Linked DNA regions of Mus musculus: all the other regions are linked to region 1. The links are chromatin contacts, called in public Hi-C, Micro-C and promoter capture Hi-C maps. All regions are on one chromosome and are shown on one strand. Each heading gives the region's core, a stretch centred on a gene start, on an enhancer-like site or on the middle of the called end of the contact. The rest is flanking DNA. Distances are from core to core; before and after follow the strand shown. Region 1 holds the start of Slc6a8 (solute carrier family 6 (neurotransmitter transporter, creatine), member 8). Region 2 holds the start of Arhgap4 (Rho GTPase activating protein 4). Region 3 overlaps Atp2b3 (ATPase, Ca++ transporting, plasma membrane 3). Region 4 holds the start of Pdzd4 (PDZ domain containing 4). Region 5 holds the start of Haus7 (HAUS augmin-like complex, subunit 7).

The links. A called contact is a pair of places that touch in the nucleus more often than the background predicts. Capture Hi-C pulls out chosen DNA fragments and counts their contacts.
Region 2: a Micro-C map of embryonic stem cells shows a contact between it and region 1, with 2.3 times the contacts expected there. The contact joins the promoter of Arhgap4 here to the promoter of Slc6a8 in region 1. A contact is called at or near these places in 15 of 39 promoter capture datasets (the 3T3-L1 cell line, 3T3-L1-derived adipocytes, the SN4741 cell line and 9 more), 1 of 15 datasets of contacts at CTCF or cohesin (embryonic stem cells), 9 of 484 Hi-C or Micro-C datasets (3T3-L1-derived adipocytes, embryonic stem cells, muscle stem cells and 1 more), 20 of 115 datasets of contacts at active chromatin or transcription factors (the 230-238 cell line, the NIH/3T3 cell line, T-cell acute lymphoblastic leukemia and 9 more) and 4 of 9 other capture datasets (adipose tissue, embryonic stem cells, liver and 1 more).
Region 3: a Hi-C map of bone marrow-derived macrophages shows a contact between it and region 1, with 39 read pairs. The contact joins the enhancer-like site here to the promoter of Slc6a8 in region 1. A contact is called at or near these places in 7 of 39 promoter capture datasets (the C10 cell line, the HPC-7 cell line, cranial neural crest and 3 more), 7 of 484 Hi-C or Micro-C datasets (the AML12 cell line, the C2C12 cell line, the MPC-11 cell line and 3 more), 3 of 115 datasets of contacts at active chromatin or transcription factors (bone marrow-derived macrophages, embryonic fibroblasts and extraembryonic endoderm stem cells) and 4 of 9 other capture datasets (adipose tissue, liver, macrophages and 1 more).
Region 4: a contact with region 1 is called in a promoter capture Hi-C map of adipose tissue. The contact joins the promoter of Pdzd4 here to the promoter of Slc6a8 in region 1. A contact is called at or near these places in 11 of 39 promoter capture datasets (the 3T3-L1 cell line, the C10 cell line, cranial neural crest and 7 more), 1 of 484 Hi-C or Micro-C datasets (embryonic stem cells), 2 of 115 datasets of contacts at active chromatin or transcription factors (both in embryonic stem cells) and 3 of 9 other capture datasets (adipose tissue, liver and pancreatic islet).
Region 5: a contact with region 1 is called in a promoter capture Hi-C map of adipose tissue. The contact joins the promoter of Haus7 here to the promoter of Slc6a8 in region 1. A contact is called at or near these places in 13 of 39 promoter capture datasets (the 3T3-L1 cell line, 3T3-L1-derived adipocytes, the C10 cell line and 8 more), 7 of 484 Hi-C or Micro-C datasets (CD8 T cells, cardiomyocytes, embryonic fibroblasts and 3 more), 2 of 115 datasets of contacts at active chromatin or transcription factors (embryonic stem cells and memory CD8 T cells) and 3 of 9 other capture datasets (adipose tissue, liver and macrophages).

The regions. Positions count from the first base shown.
Region 1 is chrX:73,671,868-73,675,691 of GRCm38.p6, reverse strand. It overlaps Slc6a8 (solute carrier family 6 (neurotransmitter transporter, creatine), member 8), which reads right to left and starts at 2,559. Exons shown (of 13, transcript NM_001142809.1): 1 at 1,642-2,559; 2 at 1-54. The coding sequence starts at 1,903. Gm32261 (predicted gene, 32261) reads left to right here and starts at 1,390. Exons shown (of 3, transcript NR_166888.1): 1 at 1,390-1,663; 2 at 2,878-3,013.
Region 2 is chrX:73,909,918-73,913,906 of GRCm38.p6, reverse strand. It overlaps Arhgap4 (Rho GTPase activating protein 4), which reads left to right and starts at 2,609. Exons shown (of 22, transcript NM_138630.2): 1 at 2,609-2,744. The coding sequence starts at 2,678.
Region 3 is chrX:73,541,672-73,545,667 of GRCm38.p6, reverse strand. Atp2b3 (ATPase, Ca++ transporting, plasma membrane 3) reads right to left here. Exons shown (of 21, transcript NM_177236.4): 12 at 3,248-3,482; 13 at 426-605; 14 at 216-303. Among named protein-coding and RNA genes, the nearest start is that of Gm52443, 39 kb to the left of the region's middle. Within about 2 kb of position 1,752, at least 2 of the 459 cell types and tissues checked have an H3K27ac peak or open chromatin away from gene starts, as enhancers often do. A contact at or near this core is called in bone marrow-derived macrophages, where this site is marked.
Region 4 is chrX:73,822,848-73,826,759 of GRCm38.p6, reverse strand. It overlaps Pdzd4 (PDZ domain containing 4), which reads left to right and starts at 1,791. Exons shown (of 8, transcript NM_001029868.2): 1 at 1,791-2,478. The coding sequence starts at 2,419.
Region 5 is chrX:73,456,899-73,460,482 of GRCm38.p6, reverse strand. It overlaps Haus7 (HAUS augmin-like complex, subunit 7), which reads left to right and starts at 1,454. Exons shown (of 10, transcript NM_028633.3): 1 at 1,454-1,648; 2 at 2,394-2,509. The coding sequence starts at 1,544.

The DNA.
Region 1 (3,824 bases), core at 1,310-3,809:
AAATGGGGATTCCTCCAACCAGGGCAATCAGGACATAGGGAATAAGGAACACACCTGGAGGAGGAAGTGTGGAGTGGGCTCAGGATGCTTCCAAATCACCTCCTGCAGCAGGAGGGGACTTAACCCAAACCCATCAGCCAAGCTGTCTAGGCCTCACACCAGCCCAGACTCCAGAAGTCCTAGAAGGCCCAGACAGAGCCCCAGCTTCAGCTTGCACCCCAGTCCCGTGACTTCCCACTGAGTGAATCAGCACAAGGGTGGCCACTGACTCAGAGGCTCAACGTGAACAATCCCAGCAGATGAGCTCTAGGTCTGTTGAGAGGAGGCACAGCAGCAGTGTCTAGCCAGTGTTCCCTATACCATGGGGAGCCCTTGGCTCACTGAGTTCTGAGCCTATAGACACCTAGGGTGACATAGCAGGTATTGAAAACACACAGACTTATGCATACAGGCCATCTCTTGTGCCACACTTCTTTTTGGCAGGCAGCAGAACAGGAAAGAATGGCCAAGGTTTGTTCATATGTGCCAGGCTGGGTGCTCAGGCTTGGGGGCTTGTCAAACGGCAGTGAGCCCAACTACCCTGTACTTTGTAATCATGAGAGTCCCAGGAGGAAGCTGGGTAGGTGGCAATTCTCTGCTTATGGGGGTATTGGTGTAGGACAAAGAGAGACAAATCAAGGAAAGGGGCTGAGGCAGTATTCCAGCAATTATGTGGAGTGGTAGGAAGAGGGGAGAGCTGAGCAGCTGCAGCTCTGACCTATTCCTCTTTACTGCTCTCTAGGACCCTATCTGCACAGGATCAGCTTTCTCTGCTACTCAGTGACAGAGTTAATTGCAGTTTACTGGGCTCCTGCTCCCAGCATCCTTCTGTGTGTGACCTTGGACAGAGGCCTCCACTCTGGGACTCAGTTTCTCACCCATCACCCAGCTGCTTCAGTTCTCCAGAAATCCAGTGCTGCTTTGTAGTCCCAGGACAGACAAGCACCCACTACTGTTGCTAAGCTGGGCTTAGGCAACTGAGCATGGGATGTGCATGAAGCCTGTCTAGTGGCGGCGCCAGGCGGGCCAGGCCGCAGACATCCCAAGCCTGGCTCAAGCACCCAGTGTTCCAAGCCTGGGCCAGAGGGGAGGGGAGAGGAGAAAAGGGAGAAGAGGGAGGGTAGAGGAGAGTGTGGGGGAGGGACAGAGTGGCCCATTGTGTGTGTGTACGTATTCCTATGTGTACACGTGGGGGGGTCCACACAATGTGTCACTTGTGTGCCTGACCCATGAGGGCAACTAGGGCTCCTCACCTCCTAGAGCCCCCTCCATTGGGGGGCAGGGCTTCCCTTCCCACCTCAGTGGCCAATCACTCCCAGTTTGGACTGGAAGTCTGAGAGGCAGCCCCTCAGTTCATCTGGAAGCTACCCTTGATTGCCTCTCTTCCACACTGCCAGGCACATGACCGGTGAGGGGGGTGGAGGCCGCTGTGCTGGGTCACAGAACGCTTGGTTGGTGAGGGGGCACCATGGCCTCCACCCGCTTTGGGCGGGCCTCCCTACCCTCTGGACTTTGCCCCACTGCTCTGGTGGGCCTGTGGCAGGCTGGGGTTGGAATTGGTCCCTGATGAAAAGCCAGGATGCTCAGGGGCAAGGCACTCACCTCCGCCGTTCTTGTAGCACAGGTAGGGGAAGCGCCACACGTTACCGAGGCCCACGGCGAAGCCCACGCACGACATGATGAAGTCCATCTGGCGTGTCCAAGTCTCTCGCGGTGGCACTGCAAGGCGGCCGCCAGGCGCCCCCAGGCCCGCAGGGCCATCGCCCTTGGCTGGGGCACCGTCGGGCCCGGACACGATGAGAGGACCCTTCTTCTCGTCACCAGACACGCTATAGATACCGTTTTCAGCGCTCTTTTTCGCCATGGCCCCAGCGGGGCCGTGAGGCCGGGCCGGGGGTCGCGGCGCCTCGAGGGTGGCGGGCGGGCGAGGGGGCTCCGGTGGCACCTGGAGAGAGGGCCCCGAAAGCGCGGGCCCGCCCGGGGGCCTCGGGGGCGGCCGGGCCGGGGGACGGGGCGACGGGTGGGCGGGAGGGGTGCGGGACGGCGGGGGCGGCGCAGTCAGAAGCAGTCCACGAAGCACTTGAAAGTGAGCCTGAAGAATCTCATGTGTGTCGGGGGCCCGGGAGCGCGCGGGCGGCGGTGGAGCCTGGCCGGGCGGCGGCGGCTCCCGAGACTCCTGCCCGCGGCTCGGGCGGCGGTGGCGGCTGCAGCGAGGACTGCTCGCCCTGCCGGAGGCTCACCCTAGCGCGTCGCGGGTGGCATCGGAAGCCCACTGTCTGCAAGCGGCGGCCGGAGCAAGGGGCCTGAGGCCCGCGGCCCCGGCCCAGCCCCAAGTGGCTGTCCTGTTCGCTTGCGGCTCTCCTGGCGCTGGCGGCTCCGGTGGTCCCGGGTACGACTAGCCCCCTCCTTCCCGGCGGCGGCGGCTACAGCCGCTCTCCGGGCCGCGGCGGACTCAAAGACTCGCCTTGGCACTCCAACTGTCCCTCTCTTTCCCGACGCGACCCGCTGCTGCTTAAGAACCAACTCCCGGTGATGTCACTGTCGCCCCACCCCCACGACCCGACCGCTCCCCCCCTCCCCCTCCATCCCGCCCTCCCTGTCACTCCGCCTACCTCCTCCTCTAGAGGAGACGCTGCTCCAGTTGGGAGCAGGATGGCTGCTACCTGGGGCGCTGGCCAGCACTTTCTTTTCGTGGGCCGAACCTCCATTCGTTCCAGGATCACCTGGCTCAGGTCGGGTCAAAGTCCCCTCAGGTTTTTCTGAACCACCAGGAAAACGGAGTCTCTAGTTGACCTCCAGACATCCTTAGTCCTTCTCCCTTCTCTCCACTCTTTCTAGCCTGGAATCTCGTTTCCCGGTGGACCATCCTTCACCAAGGTTGTCCTGCCTGCCTAATGTTTCCTCTTCACTTCCCAATTAGGACCTAGGGAGAGTTGGATATCCAGGTGCAAAGTTTCTTGGTCCCTGCACCAAAGTAAGTGCCCTGTGCGATTGCCTTCTGAAGGACTGTCCCTGCGCTGGCCTGGAGTGTGTGTGTGTGTGTGGGGGGGGGGGGGGAATCGTCCTCCAAGAGTTCTGTGGAACTTTGCCAGAAGTACTGAGCTGTCTCAAGACATTTAGGCCTCCTCAAAGATACAGCCTGGAGGCTGAGGATCATGGTATCAGCTTTGTGTGTGATCAATTTCTGTTTGTCTCCAGAGTGGGCAAAGGGTAGCTTGCTTGGTCGAAGATCAGAGTTACAATTTGTCACCAAGGTACAGAAGGGGACTCCATGATAACTCACCTTTTGTCCACCTTTTGCCTGATGTGGGGGTGGGTAGGGCTTGTGATCTATAGATACTGGGGTAAGAATAGGGTGAGGCTGCCCCCTGGTGCCTGGTAGATGTACAGACCCTCCCTCTAAGCTCAGTAACCTGCCTGCTCAGGGACTTCTAGGCCTCTTCATCAGCAGAGCAGCTTCTTGGGAATTTTCCAAGGCCAACACTAGCCTGGGGTGGACTAGAAAGGTGAGGCGTGCCCATTTCAATCCCAAATTCCTTGATCTGATCAGACACCAAAGTCCCCAGATGGCTCATCCCATCAAGCTAAGCCCGCAGCCATCCGGCAGCTTTAGAAAGAAAAGCAGTTCCAGCCAGAGCCAGATTGAGCCTGATAGGTGAGGGAAGGAGGGGCAGCATCTCCACCCAGGCTATCAGGAAGATCTCTCTCTCTCTCTCTCTCTCTCTCTCTCTCTCTCTCTCTCTCTCTCGTGTGTGTGTGTGTGTGTGTGTATGTGTGTGTGTGTG
Region 2 (3,989 bases), core at 1,360-3,859, 240 kb before region 1:
GGAGCTAGTTAGCTGGGGTAGTGCTTTTTGTGCTTCGTCTCAGCACTTAGAGGCAGAAGTTCAAGGCTAGCTTGGTCTACATAGTAAGTTCTAGTTTAACCAGAGCTACTGAAAGATCCCCTATCTCAAAAAGCCAAGAAGGGTGCTGAGGAAATGGTTCAGTGGTTAAGAGCACTTGTTGCTCTTGTAGAGAATCGAGTTTGATTCCCAGCACCCACATGGATGTTCATGATCATCCGTAATTCCAGAATCTGGAGATTCTGATGCACACATACAAGTTACACATACATATACACATAAAATTAAATGAAGAAATCTCATTTTTTTTTTTAAAAAAAAGCCAAAAAGGAACAGGCCAGGTATGCTGGCACACGTCTTTAATCCCAGCACTTGGGAGGCAGAGGCAGACTGAGGCCAGCCTGGTCTCCATAGTAAGTTCCAGAACAGCCAGACCTACATAGTGAGACCCTGTTTCCAAACAAAAGGAACAAGAGCTAAAGGAACAGAAGCAGTTTCACTCATGGCTTCAGATGCCAAGCAAGTGTCCCGAAAACAGCCAGTCACTAAGTTTTCTGTTTTGCTTTTCACTCAGTTTCATGCAAAGGGCTGAATGGGGCACCGTTCAGATTTCTGGATTAAGGACTAAGAATATTTGAAGGCTAGTTCAGTAGCCATTTCTTGTGTGCCTGAATCCTGGTCTGGCTCTGCTGCTTGGATGGGTGACTTCTAAGGATTAGTTAAGGGTCAGAAAGAAGGGAAGACAGGTAGGGTGGGTTGCTTTAACTAATAAAGGCATTGGTGCCTGATTTACTTTAGTATGAGGCACTCTTGAAATAAATGTCCTGACAAAGCAAGTTCATAAGGATGGATGTTCATTCATGTGCTATGAGAACGATACAGGCTTGCTTACCTTGGTGGAAGATTCCAACATTGCTACTTCTGAGACCAGCTTCTGGAAGTCCAGGACTTGGGCTTGCCAACATTTAGCTAGCTTCTAGACCATTTCTTCAAGGTTCTGTGAGCACCAACAGCATCTTAGAGAAGGGCTTTGGTATTGGGAGCAAATGGAGATCAAGAACAAGATTGAACTTGGGAGGCAGAGGCAGGTGGATTTCTGAGTTCGAGGCCAAACTGGTCTACAGAGTGAGTTCTAGGACAGCCAGGGCTACACAGAGAAACCCTGTCTCGAAAAACCAAAAAAAAAAAAACCAAAAACGAAACAACAACAACAAAAAAAAACCAAGATTGAAGCTGGTGAGATGGCTCAGTGATAAGAGCTTTGACTGCTCTTCCAAAGGTCTTGAGTTCAAATCCCAGCAACCACGTGGTGGCTCATAACCATCAGTGATGTGATCTGATGCCCTCTTCTGGTGTGTCGAAGACAGCTACAGTGTACTCACATATAACAATAAATAAATCTTAAAAAAAAAAAAAAAAGATTGAACACAGTTGAAAGTCCAGAACAGTCTTCCCTCCTGCCAAATCTCCATGTCAGGCTTACAAGTGCTCACATGCACTTTGACATCCATGCATGTAAGTACAGGTGTGGATGCCCTTGTATTAGTACCTTCAAGCATGTTTTGTAAGTTATCTTGCCTATCGCCCACAGTCTGTATACCCCAGGGCTTTCTCTCCAATGAACTAAAGACAGATGGCTTGTCACCTGCCTCCTGCCTTCCTAATTGACTAGAAGAGCCTGCTGTGGTTGTGCACATATGCAATCCTAGCCCTTGGGACAGAGGCAGAGTTTGAGTCCAGCCTGGATTGTGTAAAGCCAACCAGGGCTACAAAGTGAAGCCTTGTGAATGAGACAAAACAAAACATGACAAATTAATAAGTAGATCTTGCCTTATGACTTAGAGTTGATGGGGGTGAATAAAATCACCATCATCCTTGGATAAAGGAGGCAGTAGGAGTTGTTTCTAGGCTGGTTCAAAGCCCCCACTGGTATAGGTCCCTACAGGTGCAAGATGGAAGGGAAAAGAGACAAAAATAATCTCTTCCGGCAGCAGGAAGTGGTAACTACCTATGGGGAAATGAGGCTAGTTCTTTCCTTTGGGGCTGAGTAGAAGGGGAACTGTAGCTGAACCCCGCTCCCTCCCCCTCAGGGGGCCCAGGGAGAGCATAAGCCTACAACTTCCCATTCAGCTGTCTGAACTCCCATAGGCCTCACTATGGGCTATGACTCTGGAAGGAGGGTGGCATCTGATGTCCAGGAAGGCTTCAGAGGCAGACCACCTAGGAGCCTGGAGCAGCTATGGTGCCATTGTCCATTAGTATTGAGGGCTAGTGGCCATAGGGGTGTTGTCTGACAATGGGAACCACAGATAGGTTTCTGCAGATAATGAGGAACAGCAGCAGGTGGTCCCAGACATGTTGAGGTTGTCTTGCATTGCTGCTTTATGTTGACTCTTTGGGCTCAAGGTATCTAGGTAGAGGAGCAACTTGTCTCAAGAGAGATGAGCCTGAAAAGGGGTGCCTAGACTTTCAGAGGCCCACCCGGGCAGTGCCAGGTCCAAGTCGCCCCGCCCCTCCGGGGACTGTGCTGGGGGCGGGGCTGGCGGGGCGGGGCCCGCGGAGGGTGCTGGCCTTGGCGCCCCTAGTCCCTGCACTTGGCGGTCTCGCCTCGCTTCCGCGTGGGAGCATTGGGACTCGAAGTCGCGAACGGCCTTGGGCCATGGCGGCGCACGGGAAGTTGCGGCGGGAGCGGGGGCTACAACCTGAGTATGACGCACAGGTCAAAGGTGAGAGGGTGCTTTAGTCCTGGTTTACAGGGGAGACCCCAAGTGTCCGCTGCTGATCTCAGGGGTGCCTGGAGCAGGGTGGAGAAGGGAGTCCAAGCCCTGCTTCTTGAAGCCTCTTTGGCCTCAACTGCCTGCCCAAGCCCTCCCTCTCGCCTCCTTAGCCAACTTGGGTCGCCTGTTGCTCACTCAGGCAGCAATGACTGTGGTAGCCCGAGGGAAGGACAGACTGAGAGGGTGGCTTTCTAGTTGGAGTATAATGGGCCACTTTGACTTTGTTGGTAGCCTGACACCTCACTCTTAACACCACTAGAATCTATGAATTCTTAGCACCTTCACCTCCCTTTGGCACTGTATTAGCTTGCAGGTTTAGGGTGGTTGGTCTTGGGTCAAGCTAGGAGACTGAATATGGGTTAGAGAAATTCAACTGGGATGGCTTTACAGCCTTAGGCTATTAGACCTCTGGATTTGGGCAAACACTTCTATGCAAATCACATGCAAATGAGCTTTGTGAGTTCTTTGCTGACAGCTTCATTTCTTCAGGGTGTGGTAGGTAACTCTTTCACAGGAAAGGAGGCAGTGTCTAACCTCCCTCACCCCCACCCCCACCCCCACTTGCTTGTTGCTTCCAGATATCTTGGCTCTCTTCCTATTTCCAAAGACTTTGGATACAAACACAGTGACTTACCTGTCACAGAGCACAATGGCTCATAAGAGAAGAAATAATATGATCCTTGGAGTTTTCCAACCTGTAGATGAAATTCCAATGTACTTATTTGGTGCAAGCAACTTATAACAAAGTGTATCTTCATGATGTGTTGCTGTTATAGTGGAGAGCATAACTGCCTTTGAAAGTTTGACCCAGACCTCCTCATCTTGGTGTCCAGAGGCAGCTTGAGGTGATTGCAGAGGGTGAGCCAGCAGATGGAGACAATGATTCCATCCTACTTCCTCAAAATGTCCTGAAGCCTAAGGACCTTGAAATGTCTTCAGTCAGCAAACACAGGCCGGTTAGTTCCCATCAAGAGAAATTGGAGTTTGGCCCTAGAATATCTTTTAAATGGCCCTTGCTCACTCAGGGTGTTCAGCCTTTGTGGCTATTATTTCTCACCAGCCTCCCTCAAAAGAAAGTCTTCCAATCATGCTGGAACAGGGGCACTGTTTTGGCACTCTAATTTCTAAAAGGTCGCATAGTCGTGGTTTGGAGGACAATGCATTCTGCTTTGCTGGTCAGCAGAAGTGAGAGTG
Region 3 (3,996 bases), core at 503-3,002, 130 kb after region 1:
GCCCTGTGATCCATCCAATAGCTGACTATGAGCATCCACTTCTGTGTTTGCTAGGCCCCAGCATAGCCTCACAAGAGATTTATGAGCCATTCTTAGTTGGAATTTTTCTAGTCATTGGTTCTAAGCTCTTCCAATCAAGAACCTAAGAGCAAGTGACAACATGCAGGGATGCCAGATATAGCCACATGTTGAAGAGGGTGAACAAAGTTGGTTACCTTTAACCAGAGTATGTTTATCAGTGGGAGATGACCGGGCAAGCACCCGCAGCTTGGGCCACACTTTGTCCAGCCGCTCCTGTTCAATCTGGAGGAAATAAGAGAGACATCAGAGTCTAGACTGCAGACAGGCACTGTGGCTGGGATGACTAGGAAGCTAGCAGAGGGATGGGGAAAGCAGAAGCTCAGGACAGAGATGCAGGGAGCTACCTCGCCTTTCTCATTTCGAATTCTTCTGTTGAATTCCTTCCCCTCCAGGCACAGGAAGTCCTCTCCTGGCTGGATGATGCCACACTTAGCTGCAATAGCCCGGGCAGTGTTGATGTTGTCTCCAGTCACCATACGGACTGTGATGCCAGCACGCTGGCATTTTCGAATGGCTTCAGGGACCTGGGAGATATAAGAGTGATGGGTGGGGCTGGCAAGACAATCCCATATTTTGTGTTTGGAACAGATCTTCAGGATCCCAAGTCCCAGCAAATCTATCAGTACAGTGAACCCTATGGTTCCAGTTCAGGGTTCGTGGAGTGTGGTGTGAAGGAGTTCCGAGGATGGTCTACAGTGGGCAGGTACTCTCCCCAGCCCACTAGCCAACTGTCTCCTGCCATCTCCTTCACTGTGCCTGGCCACAGAAATGAGCAGATATATAGACCTAGCTATGAATGTTTCCCTCTCTTGTCTAGTTTGTTTTTGTTTTTGTTTTTTTTTTTTGATATAGAACTCAACTATTTTCCTCAGGAATTAATCTTTGTCTCAGCTGTAGATTTTACACAATCTATTCACTAGAGGATGTGGAACATTACTTGGGGTTACAATGCATGCATTTCTTTTTCAAATAGTATAGCATTCTAGAACTAAGGAGAAAGAAAGAGAACTTCCAAGCACAAAGCACAAAACAAGCCAACAGGGTGGGAAGCCATGAGACCAGCCTAGGGGTTTTAACATCATTCCAGTAGTGGACAGATGGAAAGGGCAGTTTCCAAACATGATATGTGTGGCTCTTCAGGCCCTGGGGATGCAGAAGGGACAAAACAGGCAAGATGGAATAGCATAGGTGGGGAGGAGGGCCAGTTCAGAGTTTGAAGAATTGAATGAGGCAAGGCCTAGGTCTGTGAATTCTTTAGTGAGTTCCCTTCGAACCTGAGGAGGAAAGAATGTAGGAGGTATCTAGATCTAGCCTATTCCCCTGGCCTATGGAGACTAGAGAAGGTAGGGTGGGCACAGATGGACAGAGCAGTTTGGGGATAGCCAGTAAGCAAATAGAGGGTGGTGAGCAAGAGCAGAGGAGTCTCTACTTAAGGCTTTGACAGTGATCCAATAATCAAAGGCAGAACTGTCAAGTGATAGGGAAGGACAGGCCTTGAGCAAAGTCTAGCTGTGATAGTTCACCCTCCCCACCCCCACCCCCGTGTGTGTGTGTGTGTGTGTGTGTGTGTGTGTGTGTGTGTGTGTGTGGTGTCTCCTTATACTAAATCTCAAGAACACATCCTGTTCTCTTAAGGTCTTAAGGTGCTGCATAAGACCTTCAGTAAAGAGAACTTCCTGTCAATCAGGAGAATGAGGCAGCTCTTCAGCTTCATTTCCCAAAGTGGCTGGAAGCCTTCTTCTCTGCTGCTGCCAAGTGACCATAATGAGCCTAAGAGCTAGGAGCTTGGCAAAGGTTCACCCCAGAATCCAGGTGCAGCCACTACTCCAAGGCCTACCCACATATGCAGTCTCTAAGCTCTTAGTCCCCTAGCCAGGTGGTAGGAACACTTCCTCCAAAGGATACCCTCCTTTGTAGAGCAGCCTGTTCCCTCCTTGTCTATTGTGACCCATTCCCTATCTTATCAAGCCCCCCATATCACAGCAGGGAGTAGAGGCCTGTAGAAGTTCCCAGGTCCACTCCAGTCCATCTGCTGGACTTTCTGTGGACATAGTTCTCTGTCTCCCTCTGGTGGCTATCCTGTACTTTCCAGAGCCCAGCAAATTTGACTAAGACCCATGGAGGTTTCCCTTGTGCTTGCCTCAGAATCAGGACTTGATGTCAGGTCTCCCCAGTAACTTTATGGCGGAACTCCCTCTCAAGCACGTTAAGCCACAGAGGAACTGACCTTTTCCCTTGGACCGCTGAAATAGGCTCTTCGTGTCCTGAGTTTCTACCCTGAACTCCCCAAGGTACTCACTGAGGTTGGGTCCTCGTTATATCTTTCTCAACATGTATCTGTGTTTCACATTTTCTGAGGTGAAAATCTTCAAAAATATCACTGCACAGCTGGCTCCAGGGCTCACTCTGCTGCCAGCCCAGTCCATCCCCAACTGAGTACAGGGGTGTTCTGCTGAGAGTGACCCATGTCTACTCTTTACATTCAGGGAGTATTTGTTTTAGAACTGAGTGTCTTTGCTTTGTGATCCTTTATGCACAGCTTCTTTCTCATCCCCTGTCAGAGCCAAAGCTCAGGCTAAAGGGCAGGATCAAGTAGTCTAACATGAGGTGGATACCAACAGACAGGGCTGGGAAGATAGAGGGCCCTTTCACACTATTTTCTTGAGGATCTCCCATCTTTAAAGACCAACAAATATAACCATCACACAAAAAGTGCTCAAGTCAAAGGCTTTAGGGACTTCCCAATGTCAAGGCCACCACAGACATCCCTTTTGATTTTGTGTTTGCTTCAGCCACATGATCCTTGAGATCTACTCCCCCCCCCCCCCATTTTGCCTCTATCACAGCTGCAAACTTCCATAGGTTCCACAGAATTCCCATAGGTCAAGGACAAGAGAGCTTGGCAAGGGGATCAAAAGCACTAAGGAAGCGCCCATGGCCTTGAGAGACTCCAAGTCTCTGTTTTCCATGCTGCTTTATCTATAAATAGGACAGAAAGAGGTGTAAGATCTAGGAAGGTGGGAGAAAGAGGCTCTTGCCATGTGTGTTTGTGTTCCAAGCCTACGGTGTGCAGATCCAGTGTGGAAAAAGCTACCCTGCTACCTACTGGACAACCTTGAACCTGGGGAATAGTTACTACAGCAGCTTCCAGAAAGAGGGCAGCTACCTCAGGTCGCACAGGGTCCTCGATGCCCACAACAGCTATGCAGGTAAGGTCACCAACCACCTCATTCTCATTGTCCCAATCAGGCTCCTGGATAGCAGAGAAGTCCCTGTAGGCAATGCAGATGGTGCGGAGGCCATCACAAGCCATAGGCTCAATGATCTTCTTCACCATATCATCCCGGTCCCGAGGACGAAATCCTCGGAGTTCACCATTGCTGTTTAAGATGTTTGTACACCTGGGGCAGGGCAGGGGTAGTGGGGTAGGTAGGGGCAGGGAGTGAACAAAAGGAAACAGTGCCAGTCATACTGGATTAGGATGGGACCTTAGCCAATGATATTATTAAAAAACCAACCAACCAACAAACACACATACAAAAAACAGGATGCAGAGGTGCGCAGACAGGGGAGAAGACCATGTGATCACAGTTGAGAAACTGGGGGGATGCAGCTGCATACTAGCAGCAGAACTTGGGAGAGGCAAACAAAGATCCCCTCTTCCCACCCTAAGAGAGAGCACACAACTTAGACCACACCTTGACTTTAGGTTTCTGGCCACCAGGAATTTGAGGTAATAAATTTATGGTGTGTGTGTGTGTGTATTTGTGTAAAAGCCAGAATGAACTAGATTATTGTTCTTAGTTGTTATTTGTTTGTTTTGTTTCTGAGACAGTCTCTCCCTGACCTAGAGCTTGCCAAGTAGGGTAGGCTAGCTGGGCAGAGAGCCTCAAGGAACGACCTATCTCTGCTCTG
Region 4 (3,912 bases), core at 542-3,041, 150 kb before region 1:
AAGTCCCAGGCCCAGTTGGGGTCAAGAGGCCTCAACAACATATGTGAACAGGTAATTTAGTCCCCATGCCACCTGCTTCTATGGTCCTGCCATTTCTCCTAAGCTCATACACATGAACTCAGGCAGGGGCTCAATTGCAATCTAGTTCCTTTATGAGTTAGCTCATGTCAGGATAAAGAAAAGCATGCTGCTGATCTGAGGGATATTTGGGAGGGAAAGCCTCCATGGAAGCCATACCCTTTTGTAGAGGAAGAAATGGCCAATCCTGCTAGGTAGGTAGTAATAGCTCATACCTTTAATTCCAGCACTTGGGAGGCAGAGCAGGAGGATCTCTGAGTTGGAGGCCAAACTGATCTACAGAGCAAGTTTCAGGACAGTTATAGCTACATAGAGAAACCCTGTCTTGAAAAAAGAAAGAAAGAAAGAAAGAAAGAAAGAAAGAAAGAAAGAAAGAAAGGAAGGAAGAAAGGAAGGAAGGAAGGAAGGAAGGAAGGAAGGAAGGAAGGAAGGAAGAAAGACTTGTGCTAAGTTCTGTGGGCTAGGCTGGGGGAAAATGTTTTTGATGACTGGTCAGGACCTTGGTGAAATACATACAATTAGAAGGTAAAAAGATTTGGAGAGGATATTTCTAAGAGACTGCTCTTGAAGTAAGGTGATCTAGATCTTATGCTGTAGGCATGAGGAAGCTCAAATTACAGGGCAGAGGGGGCTGTTGTGGCAGTAACCATGGTGGAAGGACTAGGGTCCATCTCCTCTCCCCGGGGCTGATCTAAACACAGTGCCTCCCATCCACAGACATTTGTACTGAGCTCTCAAAAAGGGTATTCCTCAGGAAGATCTACTGGTCATCTCCTGAAAGGCTCAAGTTTTGCTTTCTGGGAAAGACAGTTTATAAGCACTCATACTTCCTTTCTGGATTTCAGGTTATTCCTATTTCTGTCTTTTGAACCAAAGTGGGGGTGGAAAGGAAAAGTATTGAAGCAGCCTCCCCCAATACTGTTAATTAAACATTTCTATGCTGTTATAAATCCCCTCACTCGCCAGAGCCTGGAGATAAAGACCAGACAATTTTATCAAAGGATCTTCTGCAGGTAAGAGGGCTAAGCAGCTCTCTCAGGCAGCCTCTGGGAACCTAGCTTTCAATCGGTCATTGTTATCTAGCCAAAGGCCATCTTTTCCTCTGGTTTATCAAGAAGAGGGGCAGCCTGTGGGAGGGAAGAGGCTAAAGGAGAAGTGTGAGGAGGGAAGGCTGGAACTGAGAAACAGACAGCGGTTTCAGTGCAAGCAAGGGGGGTGCCCATAAAGGCCCCAAAGAATGAGGCTTCTCTGTAGTTCTCTTGCCACCTACAGCACCCCCACGTTTTTCTTCTAAACAAAGGTATCCGTTTCAGAGATAGCAAGGGAATGGCTCAGTTAAAGCAGGGAACCAGTCTTTAAAGAGAGACAGAGGAAGGAGTACAGACATTGGGGCTGATACATTTAGAACCTGGGAAAGGGGTGAAATAGCCTCTCCTTGAGACCAAGGCCCTGAACTCTCTTCAGGAGTCCAGGGAAGCTTCTTCTTCAGACAGGATCCTCTTTTCTCAGGGACACACCTAGCAGACAGGTCCACTAGACACCTCGCCCTCGGACATTGGCATTATCTGGTCTCAGGGACTCAGGCCCCGCCCTCAGCTCCCTGCGCCGACTCCTGAGGCCCCCTGCCGCTCCCGCCCGCACCCAGCCTCTGCTTCTCCCACGCGCGTGCGCCCCTTCTCCGCACACCTCCCCCGCTGTTGCTGCGGGCGCGCGCGCGCGCGTTCCGGTGTTCCAGGCAGGAGCTGGAGACAAGCGACCGGCTGTGGGCCAGGCTCTGAGAGAGCGCCGTGAGCTAGAGAAGCGGGACCCTGCGAGGCTACAGCTGGCGTGGGCCTGGCCGCCTCTCCGTCGGCGGGCCGGGCCACGTCGCCAAGCCCAGAGGCTGGACTCCCGGGGCTGATGGCCATGGGCGGGAGCTGGAGACGACAGCGGCAAAGGCAGCGGCAGCGGCCGGCCCCGCGGGCGGGGAGCCGTGTGGCCCACGGCCCCTGACAGCCCCTGACGGCCCCGGCGGGCAGGCGCGCTCCCGCGCCTCCTGGGGTGGGGGGGCCGTAGCCAGGCAACGCCCGGCGCGCCCGCCCATCCCCCGCCGCCCTTTTTTTCCCCTGGCTGGGTGCGAAGGAGCATGCCTGTGTCTGGCCTCGGCCAGCAAAGAGTTAAGTCGAGAGGCTTGGAGCTGCCTTCCTCTTGGGGGCGTGCCCCCCTCCCCCGCTAGGCGGCTCGGCCCCCCGGGGTAAGGTATGGCCCCGGGCCCAGGCCCGGGACCCGTGGTCCCACGCACTGGCCAGTGAAAGATACCTTCCTCTTCCCGCTCTCCTCTTTCCCTCGCCGGCCAGCATCATGGGATGTAATATGTGTGTGGTCCAGAAACCGGAGGAGCAGTACAAAGTGATGCTTCAGGTAGGGCGCCTGGGCTGCTGGGGAGAGGGTCGCAGCCGGACCTAGGAAAACTGTAAACCCCGAGGGGGAGGGCCAGGTAGAGTCAAGAAAGGCAGGTGTGGGAGGGCGAGAGGGCTCGAGAGAAAAAGGTAGGGAGCTGATCTCGCCCTCAGATTATGGGTTGCTGGGTGCTGGCGCCCTGTGGGAACCATCCAGGGATGGAAGGAACTGGGTGAAGAAGATATGTAGGTGTTCAAGGCACATCACCTGGCACTCCGAGTGCGTAACGACCACTAACCATGTGTCCAGATCAGCCCAGGTGGGAAGTTAAGATTCTGTCCCGGGACAGTGAGGCGCTCAGTGGCCCGCGCGGGATGGAGGTTGCATAGCAACGGTCTGGATTCCCGGCACATGGTCCCAGGGTTGGAGCCTGACCCAAAGAAGCAGTGAAGTGCCTGCGGGACAGAGGCCGAATCCCGGGCCTGGCAGGCCAGATTTAAAACGTCGTCAATGGAGCTGGGTTTGAGTACCCATTTTCCCATCCACTCTCTAGACTAAGTCACGACTGTCGATTTCAGGGCCTCAGGCATTTTGGGTGAGTGGGTGACGCGGGGATCGATCGGTGGTGCCCAGCACGTGCTCTGCCTGTTGGCATCCGCTTTGGCCTGTTGGGCCTTGAGGACAAGGAGGGTGTTGAGAGCGACGCGTGCGGGGCGGCAGGAGATACCCTGCTGCCCGCTTGCACCTTGAGCCACCTTCTCAGCCACGAGTGGGGTTTCCTTGCCTGTGCGTGGCGTGACTACGTGAGTGCGTGCCTGTGCCCCGTCTGTGTGTGCGCCGAGGCTTGCCAGCCCCGCGCGTCTATACTTTCTGTGTGTGCACCCTGAGAGTACTTTAGTGAAATGTGTCCAGGATGATGTGCACTGAAATATACTAGGGCTGAGTGTAGAGAAAAGAGGGAGTCGGGACCAGGAGCCAAAGTGGGAGCAGACAGGTGAGTCTAGTGACTTGTGCCCCAGCTATTGAACTTGTTGATCAGAACCAGGGAATTAGTGCGCGCAGGTGTTGGCTGGGGGAGAACCTGTAGGTTCCTGGATGAATAGAGGAAAAACCTTCAGGAACGTGGCGGGAGTAGAAGGGGAGATTGTGTCAATCATAGTAGTGTAGTGGTATTGAGGTGGCCTCGGGAGCCCAAAATTTTTGCTGTGATCTTACCTTCTCTATTAGAAAGAATAAGAGGTAATGTGCAAGAGAGGGTGGGCATGGAGGGCCAGGTTGGGGGTGGTCTTGTCCAAGCCTGCTGGCGTTTCTGGTCTTCTCTATTTGACTATGTGTGGTCTCCTGTTGTCTGCACAAAGCCAAACAGACCACATCAGTGTTGTTTCTCCTCTCTTGTTCCTACTGTTTGAAGTTCTCACCTGCTCAATGCCACACCTATTGGAATAAGACTCTGAA
Region 5 (3,584 bases), core at 205-2,704, 210 kb after region 1:
AACAACTCTCCCTATGTGTGTGTGTGTGTGTGTGTGTGTGTGTGCGCGTTCCCACACATATATATGGGAAGAGTATGTGAGAGTATACAGGCCAAAGGTCATTGTTGGGTATCTTTTTCAGTTGTTCTCTACATTATTTTTAAATATTTATTTTTATGTGCATGCGTCTTTATTTGCATTTATGTCTATGCACCATATGCATGCTGTGTTCAAGGAGTTTAGAAGAGGGCTTTGGGTCTTCTGGAACAGGAGTTATAGCTGGTTGTGACCTGCCACATGGGTACTGGGAACTAAACCTGGGTCTTCTGCAAGAGCACCAGCCATTAAGATTTCTTAATGGCTGAGACATCTTACTTTTTGAAACAGGGCCTCTCACTGAATCTGAGATACAGAGTTTTTTTTTTTTTTTTTTGAGACAGGGTTTCTTGGGTTTCTCTGTGTAGCCCTGGCTGTCCTGGAACTCACTCTGTAGACCAGGCTGGTCTCAAACTCAGAAATCCGCCTGCCTCTGCCTCCCAAGTGCTGGGATTACAGGCGTGTGCCGCCACAACCGGCTACAGAGAGATTTTTAAGCGGACTGAGTGGGAATGAGACACAAGAGCATCCATGAAAGCCAAAGGTAGGATGGAGATGTGGGGCCTGGTCAGCATAATGATAACAATGAACATTTACCTGTCAGACTTCACCTTAGGAATTTCATAGAAATGATTGCTTCTTTTCATCTTCATTTGTAAACCAATGAAGTAGGTGCTCTCATTATCCAACATTTATTTGAGGGCAAGGAAGCACAGAGAGGTTAGGTAACTGGCCCAAAGTTTTCTGGGTGTGGTAATGCTTACCTGTTATCACAGTGCATTGAAGGCTGAGGCAGGAGGATCACAAGTTTGAAGTCAGTCTGGGCTACAAAGCCAAATCCTGGTTCAAAGTTCTCCAAACAAAACAGACCACACAAACCAAAACAAAAGTCACACAGCCTGTGATTGGCAGAGCCAGATTTGAATTTAAGAACTTTCCCTCTGACTTTGTGTGCAAAGGAGACAAGACAGAACTTTGGGCCGAGAAATGGTCTTAGTTTTTCTATCAAAGCTTGCCTTCATCAGTCAGGATCCATCTACTGCCAAAGAGAACCTGAACAAGGTAGGAGCGCCTCCTCCTGGATGAGCCCGACCTCTTTGAGTCCCTCACTTCTGCCTCTAAAAGGAGCTACTCAGCTTTTGGTTAAGTCCTACTCGGCCCGCCTCCTCCTCTCTGCCTCTCCCCTCCAGCCCCGCCTTTAGCCCGCCTCTGTCCTATCCTCGCCCAACCCTCTTCTCTGCACCCTGCTCCCTGAGGTGCGCGCAGGCAGTGACAGAGCGGCAGCCCAATGGGAAGGCTTGTTGGAAAAGAGGGTGGGCCTTTGTGACGCCCGTCCCGATGGTTGGCTTCGCTCCTGCCGCGCGGGTTGGTGGGCGGAGAGACCTAAGAAACTGGTGAGCTTTTAGCAGTGTGGCGGCGGCCTGTAAGCTTGGGGGGCGTGAACCAGTTGTAGTTCAGAGCGCGAAACATGGCGGAGGAGGGTGCCGGTGCCGGGTCTGATGACAGCTACTACAAAGATGTGGGTGATGACTGCGTGGTCAAGGCAGCTGTAGAGGTGTTCGAGAAGCTGAAGGTACTGTGAGCCAGGGGAACCGCTCCTTGATAGGGGACCAGGTGGGGCCCCGTCCCAGTGCCATTTGGAGCTTCCTGTGGACATTGACCGCACCACAGGGGTCCACAGTGGCAGGCCCTGGCAAAGCTTTGGGGGGGGGGGCGACTTGCGGACCATCTGTCTTAGGTCTTTGGAGTCCTCGGACCTCTGCTCGTGCTGTTCCAACAGACCATTGCAAGATTGAGGCTGGGGACTTGGAGCCCATGAAAAATGGAGAACGCGGGCCCCAATCTCAAAGAGCTGGAAGTGGGTGGAGTTGGGTTTGAGGGGACAGATGGGCTGAACACCTTGCCGTTTTGTTGGGTCAGAGACAGTGACCTCCAGGTGGGTTTAAGGTACATGCAGCAGTGAGGAGCATGACCGTGTAAAGTTAGGGAGCTATCCCAGGCCCATTGAACCCCTTGCTAACCTCCCTCCCATCTCCCCTTGCTACTGACTCAGTGATCACTTTCAGTCTCCCTCCACTGCCCCTCAGATTTAATCGTAGTCTTCTTAACCCATTCTCAGGCATGTTCCTAGTTTTATGGCCGTGAAACCCAGAGGGAACACACTTAAAAGTGGTGGGGCAGCAAGTCACAGGAGCAAATGTAGGGTGAAGATGAGGGACTTGAACTTTTGACAAGGCCAGGAAGGGGCACAAACTGATAGAAATGCTTAGCCACCCCACAGTAACCGGCTTCCTCTGACTTGCCTTTTCCTTGTTTAGGGTGTAAACTGCCCCTTCCTCGACGGCCTGTATATTACAGAACCAAAGACAATTATGGAGCTGCTGTGTAGGCCCTCAAAGTACCGGTTGGACATACTGGAATGGATGTGTATACGGTAATGCTCTTTGTTCTTTCCTTTCCATGAAGTGTCTTCTGGGGGAGATGGGAATGTGTCATTTTAGAGGGTCCCATAACCAAGCCAGCTCCAGGAAAGCTAACTGAGCCATGACCAAGATGGTGGGGAGGTGGCCCTGGCAGTACAAGATGGACTTTAATGAAAGCCCTTTCTGCACCAGGCCTCCTGGGCTTTTGATTGTGTTGAGGCTATATGATGTGGTTCTTGTCACTGAGCTCTGATTACTGTCAGCTTGGACAGCACCTGATGATCAGAGAGGGACGTTGCCCAGAAACCCAGTGACAGAAACGGGCCTTCTAGATTGTTTCCCTTCTTTTCTACCCCAACTTGCAAAGAACAGAGGTTTTTCTTAGTCCATCCTGAGGGCAGTGCTTCTAGGACAGCCTAGGCCTTTTCAGTGGAATGGAAGTTGTTGGAGTTTTTCCTTGCAGTTTTCTGTGGAACCAGTTCTGTCCAGCTAGGAGCTCTCAAGGCCAGATGCTTACTCGAGAGCCTCATTGTTGAGCTTATCTGTGTGCTTAACCCTGAAGGCCAGGGCTGCACAGCCAAGTCATCAGAGCTTCTTTTACTATAGGGGCCTTCTAGTGTCTTAAAATAGAGCTCAGCAAGGCATTTTATATGAAGGGACAGCTACTGTTCCAACTCAGTCTTGCCAGGGTAGCACAACAGCAGCATAGGCAGGCAGCATGTACAGGAATGAATGGGTGGTGTAGCAATAAACCTTCTTTAAAAATAAGACTGGGAGCCTATATATGGGTTCATCTCTCTGTAAAAGTAACTATTATTTACCTGATGTAATTGTCATCTCATGGGCTTACTTCCTCCGTCTGCTAACCTAGGCCTAGTACTGGAAGCTTCTAGCCTCCATACAATCTTTTTTTCTTATTATTCCACCCATTGAGTTTTATTAGTATGAAGATCAGACCATAACAATGGGGGTCTTGAGATTTACCTCCCTCAGATTCCTTTAAGGGAAGAGTGGGTCTAAGACTCAAGGCTTTCAGAGACCAGCATTAGAAAACACAGGACCCTCTGTATGCTTAGGATTCAAGGC